2 separate regions of the Mus musculus genome follow, and region 1 is linked to region 2. The links are chromatin contacts, called in public Micro-C maps. All regions are on one chromosome and are shown on one strand. Each heading gives the region's core, a stretch centred on a gene start, on an enhancer-like site or on the middle of the called end of the contact. The rest is flanking DNA. Distances are from core to core; before and after follow the strand shown.

Region 1 (4,816 bases), core at 1,543-4,042, 640 kb before region 2:
GCCAATGGGGACTGACTACCTGGCAAAGTTTTGCATGCACACATGTGTGAACATGAAGGAAAGAAAGAGATGAGCAAGACAGGAAAGGAGGAGGAAGGAGAGGAAAGAGGGATAAAGGAGAGAGAGAGAAGGGAGAGAGAAAGCTGGGGAAAGGGAAGAGAGTGAGAGATGGCGTGTGAATCCAACCATGCTGAAGCAGACCGTGGGTTGGGCACAGAGAGAGGGTGCTCCTAGCACTACCCTTCCAACTCATCTACTTGGAAATCTCCCAGTACACGCTCAAGGAACAAAAGGATGTGTGTCTGTATTGGGTGCGGTGGTGTGGGCCACCAATGCCGTCTCATCCGGAGGTTGAACAGGGAGAATAACTTAAGCCCAGGAGTTGAAGGTCAGCCAGGACAACATAGCAAGTCACTGTCTCAGAGAAATGATGATGCAGGGGAAACAGCTCAGTTATTAAGGTTCTTGCTGGGGAAACATGAAGCCCCAAGGTCTGGTCCCAGCATCCACATAATAAGCTGGGGTTTGGGGAGGGTGGGGAGGGTGGGTACACACTTGCCATCCTACTGTGGGGAGAAAGCAGGAGGATCCTAGTGTTTGCTGGCCAGTCAGGCAGACCTCTTCCAGTCCAGGAAGAGACACTGCTTCCAAAACCACGGTGAACAGCAACTGAAGAGCAACACCCGAGGCTATTCTCTGAGCTCTGTGCACGTGTGTGCGCACACATGCACACATACCACTTGAGCCCTCCTCCACAACATGACTTAGGCCAGCAAGAAGACCAGGCACAGTTTAAGGATAGCCTGGGCTATGTGTTGAGACACAGTTGGGGAGACACCTCCAGAACTGCCAGCTAAAGAAACCTGATTTTGTTAAACCTAGAGGAAATAAAAGAACAGTGCCACCCACAACAGCAGCAGCAGTTCACAACAGAGGCGGTAGGGCCTGTATGATCTGTTAATCATCACACAGTACCAGGCACCCTGCCCTTCATATTGCCTCTGTCCCTGTCCCCATTTTTCTGATCAGTAAGTAGAGGCCAGACCTTGGAGGAACTTTCTGGAAGGAAATAGAGAGCTGGACTGGTCTTTCTCATGCTTTCACCCGCCGCTTGTTCCTGCCTTTTCGACCATGACCTCCATTTTGCCAGCCACCCTTGCTCCCAAGGCCAAGAGCACACCCTTAGCTGCTGGCGGCGACAGGGCCTGACCTTTGGAGAAGTAGGTGGAAGACTGGCAGTGTTCATCGGAGAGGCAACCCTTGACAGTGTCCATATCCATGCGCCGAAGGGAAGGCAAGGCCGGGTGGTAGAGCTGGTGCTTCACACCGGCCAGTGGGTGGCGCACTCGCTCCAGGGGGAGGAGGACCGCTGGGGAAGCATACAAGTGGGCGGAGCATTCGTCCCAGGGCACCAGGTCTATGATTTGGGCCATCGCTGGGGAAGAGAGGGGCGGAGTCAGATGCCCTTCCGTATAGGCACATGTTCTTGGCCTATGCTGATTTAACGATTTATCAAACATTTACTGAGTATCTTCTGTGCGCCCCGTGATTTTTCCGAAGCTCCACATCCAAACAACAGATTTATGTGTTCTGTGTATGTGTGTACACACACACACAGACACACGCACACACACACAGACACACACACAGCTCCCAGTGCTCTGAGGGAGGTCAGCACAGAGTGTACGTGTATCTGAGAGGGCTGGAGCTAGGACACTCTAGGAACTGTCTAGATGAAGTGAAACTTAAATATTGAACAGGAAAAAGCCATAGTAAAGCTATTTAGAATGTAGCCTGGAATGCCGTGTGGCTTATGATGCTAGATAGCCAACTCTGGATTTGCCTAGGCCATATTTAGCATTTGCCCCAAATGCTATAGATAGATGAGACTCTTAAAGGAGAGAAATGTGACAGATCTGAATTAGAAAAAGATGGATGGTTGGTTACCTAGTGTCTCTGTTCTAAAAAGCAGATATTCCCTGGAGCCCCTTTTACTCATTTACATCTTAGAATTTGTTGACTCTACTTCCTGACCCTCCAAGTTACAGAGATAAGAAATGGACATGGGGTGGCAGGAGGAGAGAGGAACTTGACCATGAAATGTTTGCTACTTTGTGGGGTCTTCTTTCTTCCAGTCTTTTCCACCTTTCCCCCACCCTTTCAACCCACTAACACTAGATATGAGAGAAAAAGTATAGAGGGGAGAGAGGAAGGGAAAGAAATCCCCGAATCTAATTTCTGTTTCTTCTTGTTTGTTCTCTGAGCATGACTACTATCAAGCTACAACCAACCCCCCTGAACAACCAACAACAACCCATAATCCTCCTGGGTCCCTAGTTTATAGACCCTCTGAAAAGTTTTCAGAATTCCAAAAGTCACAGAAACTATCTGCAGCTGGCAAAACTATGCCCCTGCTAGAGCACGAGGCAAATCAGAGTCAGCTGCTTCAGACAGTCCAAGGCAGCCCCATATTCCTACACCTGGGTATTAAAAGCACATTCTTAAAATATTTCTGCATTAAAAAAAAAAAGAAACCACGATTCCAAAATTCTCACTATAATGAAGGATCAGGACGGGGCATGATAGAAAAAGTGGAAAAGCTGTCTCAGAGTTGACCCTCCATGAGGAAGGATGGAGTGGTAGAACACAGAGAAAAAGGAAGAGAGAACACCCTGCTACCATTTACCCATAGCCACTACCTCATCTGCAGGGCACAGGCCCAAGTGCACAGGCAGGTAAGAACCGTCTATCCTCCTGCTGCTCAGTGGGCAAAAGAAAGGATGTGGGCGTGCCTTCCAGGCAACTGCAGGCTAAGGAGCATCACAGAGACAATGCCCAGTGCAACCTGATTGTGAGGACGAAGCTCCTGGTAACCCTGGGCAACACAGGCTGCCAGGATCCCTAGGCACTGGACATCTATTCCCTGGGTCTCTATGGCAGCCACATAAGACAAGCATCTTGGAAAATGTCAGAACTGGGGCTCTATAGAGGTGACCCGGCCACATTAGGGTAGGGATAACTGCTGGGTTCACCCCAGCCTGTTTCACTGTGTTGGCTAGATCAACGTGACACAAGTTATAGCTATCTTAGAGGAGGGAACCCCACCAGAGAAATGCCTCCATAAAATTAGTCATAGGCAAGCCTGCAGGGGGCTTTCTTAATTAGTGATTGATGGGGAGGGCCCAGCCCATTGTGGACGATACCATCCCTGAGCTGGTGGTCCTGGGTTCTATAAGAAAACAGGCTGGAGCAAGCCACAGGAAGCAAGCCAGTAAGCAGTTCTTCTCCATGGCCTCTGCACCCTGCCTCCAGGATCCTGCCCTGCTTGAGTTCCTGTCCTGGCTTCCTTCAGTGATACGGAAGTGTAAGCCAAATAAACCCTTCCCTTCCCAACTTACTTTGGTCATGATGTTTCATCATAGCAATAGAGACCCTAAACCAGAACCAGAACAGTGACCCTGTACTAGCTACTGCTGCCTCTCTCTGGACCTAAGAGGACTGTTTGTGTTAGGCAAAGACCCCAGGCTCTGCAGCAGGGCTGCCTGGGAGCCTGGAGGGGACCTTGTCCCCATGAGTCTCAGGGAAGATGATACCACGCTGTCTTTGGTCTTTAGGGGTGGAGATTAGCCAGGCTCTGGGGTCAGGGCAGGGATCAGGCAGAGTGGTGGCCTCAGCAGGCTAGGGATTAGCAAGTGATACTCCACCCCTCCCCCATTCTGCCCTACCTTACTACCTGGCGGAACCGCAGCCTCCCTCCCTGTCAGGAAGCTTCGCTCAGAATCCCAAAGCCCCCAGAAATTGAGTGAGACATCCCAAGCTTTGGAATCCTGGGGCTGTCTATTCTTTTGCATATATTGACATATGATTTGCATAAATTTGCATAAATGCTAAACCTGTCATTCAGAATGTCCTATTGGAGTCCTGTAAGATTTGCTGCTCCTTGATTAGGGACCAAGGAACTTAAGAAAACACTCCAAGTTCTTCTCTTAAAGAAACTTGCCCGGTGCTGAGCCTACCCCTAAACGAAGGTCCACCTCTTTTGTTTTGTTTTGTTGTTTTGTTTTGTTTTGTTTGTTTTTCAAGACAGGGTTTCTCTGTGTAGCCCTGACTGTCCTGGAACTCACTTTGTAGACCAGGCTGGCCTTGAACTCAGAGGTCTGTCCGCCTCTGCCTCCTGTGTGTTGATTTAAAGGCCTGTGCCATTACTGCCTGGCAAGGTCCAACTCTTTTTTAAAGTTAGAAAACAGCTGAGCATAGTGGTGTACACCTTTAATCACCGTGAGTCCAAGGCCAGCCGGGTCTACACAGTGAGTTTCAGGCCAGCCAGGCCTACATAGAGTGACCTTGTTGCAAAATAAATAAAAAAATTTTAAAATCAAATTTAAAAAAATAAGAAAGTATATGAATATACAGTTTAGTAATTTAAAATTTGACTTATACCTACCTACCCCAACCCCACTCCCATAATTGCTATTCAGTCACAGACACAGCTTTGCTAAAGAATTTAGTGGGAAGAGGCACAGTGGTAGCACCTGGCACTTCTCATGCTTCCTACATGGAGCTGTGCTGTGGCAGAGCAGCCTCTGCCACCACGAATGCACTGCCATGGGACACTTCTGGGATCCTTACAGAAGCTGCCTCTTGAAGTCCTTAACACAGGTGCCAGATAAATCCACACTGCTCTTGTCTGATCCTTGTTCCTGCTGCCCTGAGCCGGTCCTGTCAACAGCAGGCAGAGGGTGTGCAGGGAACCAGCCCAAACTTGCTAATCATTGTGAGTTGAGTCTGCAGTCATCGATATCCCTGCAAGGGAAGC
Region 2 (5,276 bases), core at 1,622-4,121:
ATCAAGAATATAAAGCGGCCGGGCAGTGGTGGCGCACGCCTTTAATCCCAGTATTTGGGAGGCAGAGGCAGGCGGATTCCTGAGTTCAAGACCAGCCTGCTCTACAGAGTTCCAGGACAGCCAGGGCTACGCAGAGAAACCCTGTCTCAAAAAACAATATCAAGGGGGCTAGAAAGATGACTCAGTGGTTAAGAGCACTGATTGCTCTTCCAGAGGTCCTAAATTCAGTTCCCAGCAACCACATGGTGGCTCACAACCATCTTTAATGGGATCCAATGCCCTCTTCTGGTCTGTCTAAAGACAGTGACAGTGTACTCATATACATGAAATAAGTAAATAAATCTTAAAAAAACCCAAAACAAAACAATATCAAAAACAACCCAAAAACTAAAAAACAACATTGTGCTGGCTGGTTTTGTGTGTCAACTTGACACAAGCTGGAGTTATCACAGAGAAAGGAGCCTCCCTCGGGGAAATGCCTCCATGAGATCCAGCTGTAAGGCATTTTCTCAATTAGTGATCAAGGGGGAGGGCCCAGCCCATTGTGGGTGGTGCCATCCCTGGCTGGTAGTCCTGGGTTCTATAAGAAAGCAAACTGAGCAAGCCAGGGGAAGCAAGCCGATAAGTAGCACCCTCCATGGCCTCTGCATCAGCTCTTGCCTCCAAGTTCCTGCCCTGTGTGAGTTCCTGTCCTGACTTCCTTTGGTGATGAACAGCAATGTGGAAATGAAGGTGAATAAACCCTTTCCTCCCCAACTTGCTTCTTAGTCATGATGCTTTTGTGCAGGAATACAAACCCTAAGGCAAACAACAAAAGAAAATGAAGAGATCCAATGAGATCTGACACCCAGTTTCCTGCATGGACAAGTGCTGTAGAGGGTTAGGGTTTATGTTCTGTTCTATAGCATGAAAATGTTAAAGCTCAAAACGATATAACAACCAAAAATTTTCTTATTGCCTGTGTGAAATAAAATTGGTCAATATCACCTGAAGCCTGGCCAAGAGCTCTGTCCTATCTGCCAGTTAACTGGTTTCCTAAATTGGTCTCCTCTGAAACCTTCAATCAATGGCCATTAATTAAAAGGCATGAGAGCTTAGAGGGCAGAGCCAGGACCTGAACTCTCCTATCTTCTTGCCTCTACCCACCTGTGCTGAGACTATAGAGGTGTGCCACATACTAGGTTTTGGGTTCTTTCTTCTTTAAATTATAATTTTACTTATTTTGTTTTCAAGTAGGCGCATGCCTGCTACAGCCTGTGTATGGAAGTCTGAAGACAACTTTAGGGAGCCAGTACCACCTTGTGGACCCTGGGGATTAAACTAAGGTTGTCAGGCTTGTGGGCGAGTGCCACTACCCACACTAAGCCATCTTGCTGACCCACAGATTGTTTATAAAGACAACAAAACTCAGTATGGCTTGCTTACTATTACATTGTGCGGTGTGTTAAAATTTCAGTGTTTTGTGTTTTGAAAATCAACTCTTCACATTTATTTCTCTGCATGCCCTTATAAGCAGAGGTTTGGGGTGTTGAGATGGCTTGGGGGCTGAAGGCACTGCTGTGTAAGACGGGTGACCCGAGATCAACCCTCAGAACTCACATGAAGGTGGAAGGAGAGAACCAACTCCACAAAGTTGTCCTCTGAGCTCCACATAGCCATAGTCTCCTGGCAACAACCCCACCCACGATCCATCACATATGTAAATGAATACATTAAAAAATTGTTGTAAAGCAAGGGTCTACTTGATTTAAATCAAGGAATTGACCATAGGAACTAGAGGGGCACAAGTCACTTAGTAGTGTCGAAACTTACCCATAATAATGTCCTCTAAACATCCAACCACAGCATCAAATTCTGCATCAGAGGCGGAGGAGCTGAAAAAACACATCAGGATTAGGTGCCGGTCCAAATAATTATTTTTCGAGCTGAACTTGTGTTTTCTGTGGGTAAGGGCATTGAACCCAAGGCCTTGCACACACCAGGCAATCACAACAAAGCCCACTAGCATTTTTTAAAATGTAAGATTCCCAACGTGCATAAAAATAATAGCAAGATGATCCTCCCATCACTCAGTTTCACCAATCAAGGATTATTGTCTAGTACAGAAATTACAAACACAGGAAAACACTCGTGACGAAAACCGGTATGACAATCACAAAAGCAGCCAACAATTTGGGTAGCTGAGGCTGGTGCGGCACAACTTCATACTTCCGCGTTTATTACCCGCAGGATTTACTCACCGCATCCTGGCTCTTAACGCCACACCTATCTGCTGGTGAATGTGACCGCACGCGGGAGTGGCACCGGCCTAGGGGGTAACTGGTCAGGAGTGGCTTTAGACAGGCGGTGAGGCCGCCGCCAGCCTGGGCAGCTCAAGGCCTCTGGGTTTTTGCTGACGGCCACGATTGAGGCCAGAGGATTGTGATGGAAGCGCTGGTTATCTGTGACATATGCCCGTGGTGGCCACGGGAAGAAAACGCCCCGCTAGAGCGGAGCCTCGACCGGCCAGCCCGCAACCCAGAGGACGTCCGCAGGCCGAGGTCGAGCAGACCCTGGCCGCTTCACTTACAAGGACAGCGCGAAGCTCTCTTCTTCTAGGGCGTCCATCGTAGGGGCGCCGCAGTCACCGGCCCGGGCCCGGGGCCCTGCCGCTTCCTACCGCGCCCGCCGCCGGGCCGGGATCCTCTCTGACCCGCGCGGCCTCAACTGCATCAAGGGCCCGCAGAAGGCCGCACCCACGCCCCGCCCGGCGATCGCGCGAGGACGGGGCTGCGGCTCCTGGCTGGGCCCAGCGCCCGCCGGCCTCTCGCGGGGCTACCCCGCCGGTGTGTTAGGGCAGACGGAGCTCGCAGCCCCGCCTCCTGTCACTATGGTTACCCGCGGTTCCAGCAGCCAATCACAGCCTCAGGTTCCCGGTCTCACGCAGAAGACTGCAAAAAATGGTGGCAGTAGACTTTTTTTTTTTTTTTCTGGATGAAAGAATTGGAGCCAAGAGCCTCGGTTTCTTCATTTTCAATTTAGGAATTGTAAAGATCAGGTAGTTGAAACCGTGTTTTAAGAGCGCTAGAAATAGCCAAATTGCTCGAAAGCCACTCTCATAGTTTGTCCTAGATAATGCAGACGTCTGATTTACTAGAGAGTTACTTCTTGGAAGTATGGAAGGGTCCACGGCATTAAGTGGATGACTTGTAACTTAATTTGTGATCTTCAAATCAAAAGCAGTGCGTTGTGGCATGCGTCTGTAGTCCCAGCACTTGGAAGGTGGAGGTTTAAGGCATTCAAGACCTGCTCAGCTACATAGTGAGTTTGCTGCCAGCTTACTCGCACCAAACCCGTAAACAATTATTAGGCAGTAAGTGGTTCCTTGGGTAATTATGCAGCACAAAAATGTTGACAACCACTGAGAGAGATGTAATCAGAAATTGAATAACTGCTTTGGAGAAAGTCCCCTCTAAAACTGCCACACCATGAAGAAAGGTTTCCTGGGATCGCCCCCCCCCCCCGCCCCCTTTTTAAGCATGCCTCTTTGGTGGTCTGATACCTTTTAGCCAAATGTGTAGTACATAACTAGAAAATTTATGGTATGAATTAGGGTTACGTGGCCAATCTGAATCATTTTGGAATGGACATAAAATGTGTATCCATGGATCTATCTTAACAGCATCAGGAACCAAGATGATTTCAAAGACACTGGAAGATCAGAGTATCCTGGTCAAGCTGAAGACAGGCGTGCTGGTAGGTTTTTTGTCAGCTTGACCTGAGTGACCTGGAAAGAAGTTGATTTTGTGTGTGTCTGTCTTTTTTCATCAAGACAGGGTTTCTCTGTGTTGCCCTGGCTGTCCTGGAACTCACTCTGTAGATCAAGCTGGCCTTGAACTCGAGACTCACCTGCCTCTGCCTTCCAAGCACTTGGATTAAAGGCCATGTGCCATCACCTCCTGGTTTTGAATGTGGATTATTTTAATGACTGAGGGAAGGCCCAGTCCTCTGTGGGTGGTGCCATATCTGGGCAGGTGTAGGATCTATGTAAGGAAGCTCAGCATGCTATGGAGAACAAACCAGTTAACAGCATTTCTTTATCTACTTCAGTTCCTGCCTTCAGGTTCCTATCTCAACTTCCCTCAGTTATGGACTGTTGCATGGAAGTGGAAACAAAATAAACCCTTTCTTCTCACAAATTGGTTTTGATTAGTGTTTTGTCACAGCTCTGATAAGCAAACTAGGACAAGCATCTAAAAATTCTGTTCCATTGAGCACTGGTAAGACAGCTCAGAGCAGACAACTAAGATCCTATTAGATCCTTTTTCTATATCCTATTTACTTTTGAATACATACATGAACTGCCTGCTGATTCCAAATCATGGATCCACGGAGAAAAGGAATGAAAAATTTGTCTCCACTAGTTACCTATTGCTCTTTACAACTCCTCTCTCAAGAAACCTAGTGAACTAAAACATTTCATTTACTTATTAATCTGCATTTTGGGAAGGTCTTGGCAAGGATATCTTTTTTCCATTTGGTTGCACTGGAGCTTGAGATGACTTTCACAGAGCTCAGGTGGGTGGCAATTTAGTGGTGGCTCACAGCTGGGAGTTGGTGAGGATTGTGGTGGTGGTGGGGTAGTGGCTTGGGGAAGGGTGTCAGTCCCTCTCCATACAGGCTTTCTGGAGGTGTTTGGGTTTTCTCACACAACAGCAATTGGACTCGAGCAAGTATTCCTGTCAGGCATGATGAAGTACACCTTTAATCCCAGCACTTGGGAGGCAGAGGCAGGTAGGTATGTTTGAGGTCAGTCTGGTCTACAAAGGGAGCTCTAGACCAGCCAGGACTATGAGAGACCCCGTCAAAACAAACAAACAAAAATAATAAAAAATAGCACCCCCTCCCCAATATTCCGACAGATAGGGAGCAGAACCTTCAGGTAAGATACTCTACATATAAAATAAAATCTGGGGAAAAAAAAGAGGCTGAAGAAATGGCTCATAGGTTGACAACTTCATGTTTTTCTTGAGTTCAGTCCCCAGCAACACCCTTATCAGGCAGCTCTAGCTCTAATTCAATGCCCTCTTCTCTAAAAAAGAAAAAAAGCTGGGGAGGGTGACACATGCCTTTAATTTCAGCACTGGGGAGGTAGAAGCAGGAGGATCTCTATTAGTTCGAGGCCTGTCAGGGTTAAATAGTGAGACACTGTCTAAAGACAAACCAACAGCAAAAAAATCCTGCTTTTTTTCCTTTAAGTTTAAAAAAATCTTACATTTTGCATGTATGAGTTTACA

The links. A called contact is a pair of places that touch in the nucleus more often than the background predicts.
Region 1: a Micro-C map of embryonic stem cells shows a contact between it and region 2. The contact joins the promoter of Tepp here to the promoter of Arl2bp in region 2. A contact is called at or near these places in 5 of 39 promoter capture datasets (hematopoietic stem and progenitor cells, hippocampal neurons, liver and 1 more), 1 of 484 Hi-C or Micro-C datasets (embryonic stem cells) and 2 of 9 other capture datasets (adipose tissue and liver).

The regions. Positions count from the first base shown.
Region 1 is chr8:95,309,574-95,314,389 of GRCm38.p6, reverse strand. Tepp (testis, prostate and placenta expressed) reads right to left here and starts at 2,792. Exons shown (of 8, transcript NM_199455.2): 1 at 2,700-2,792; 2 at 1,211-1,435. The coding sequence starts at 1,433.
Region 2 is chr8:94,664,195-94,669,470 of GRCm38.p6, reverse strand. It overlaps Arl2bp (ADP-ribosylation factor-like 2 binding protein), which reads right to left and starts at 2,871. Exons shown (of 6, transcript NM_024191.2): 1 at 2,570-2,871; 2 at 1,813-1,874. The coding sequence starts at 2,607.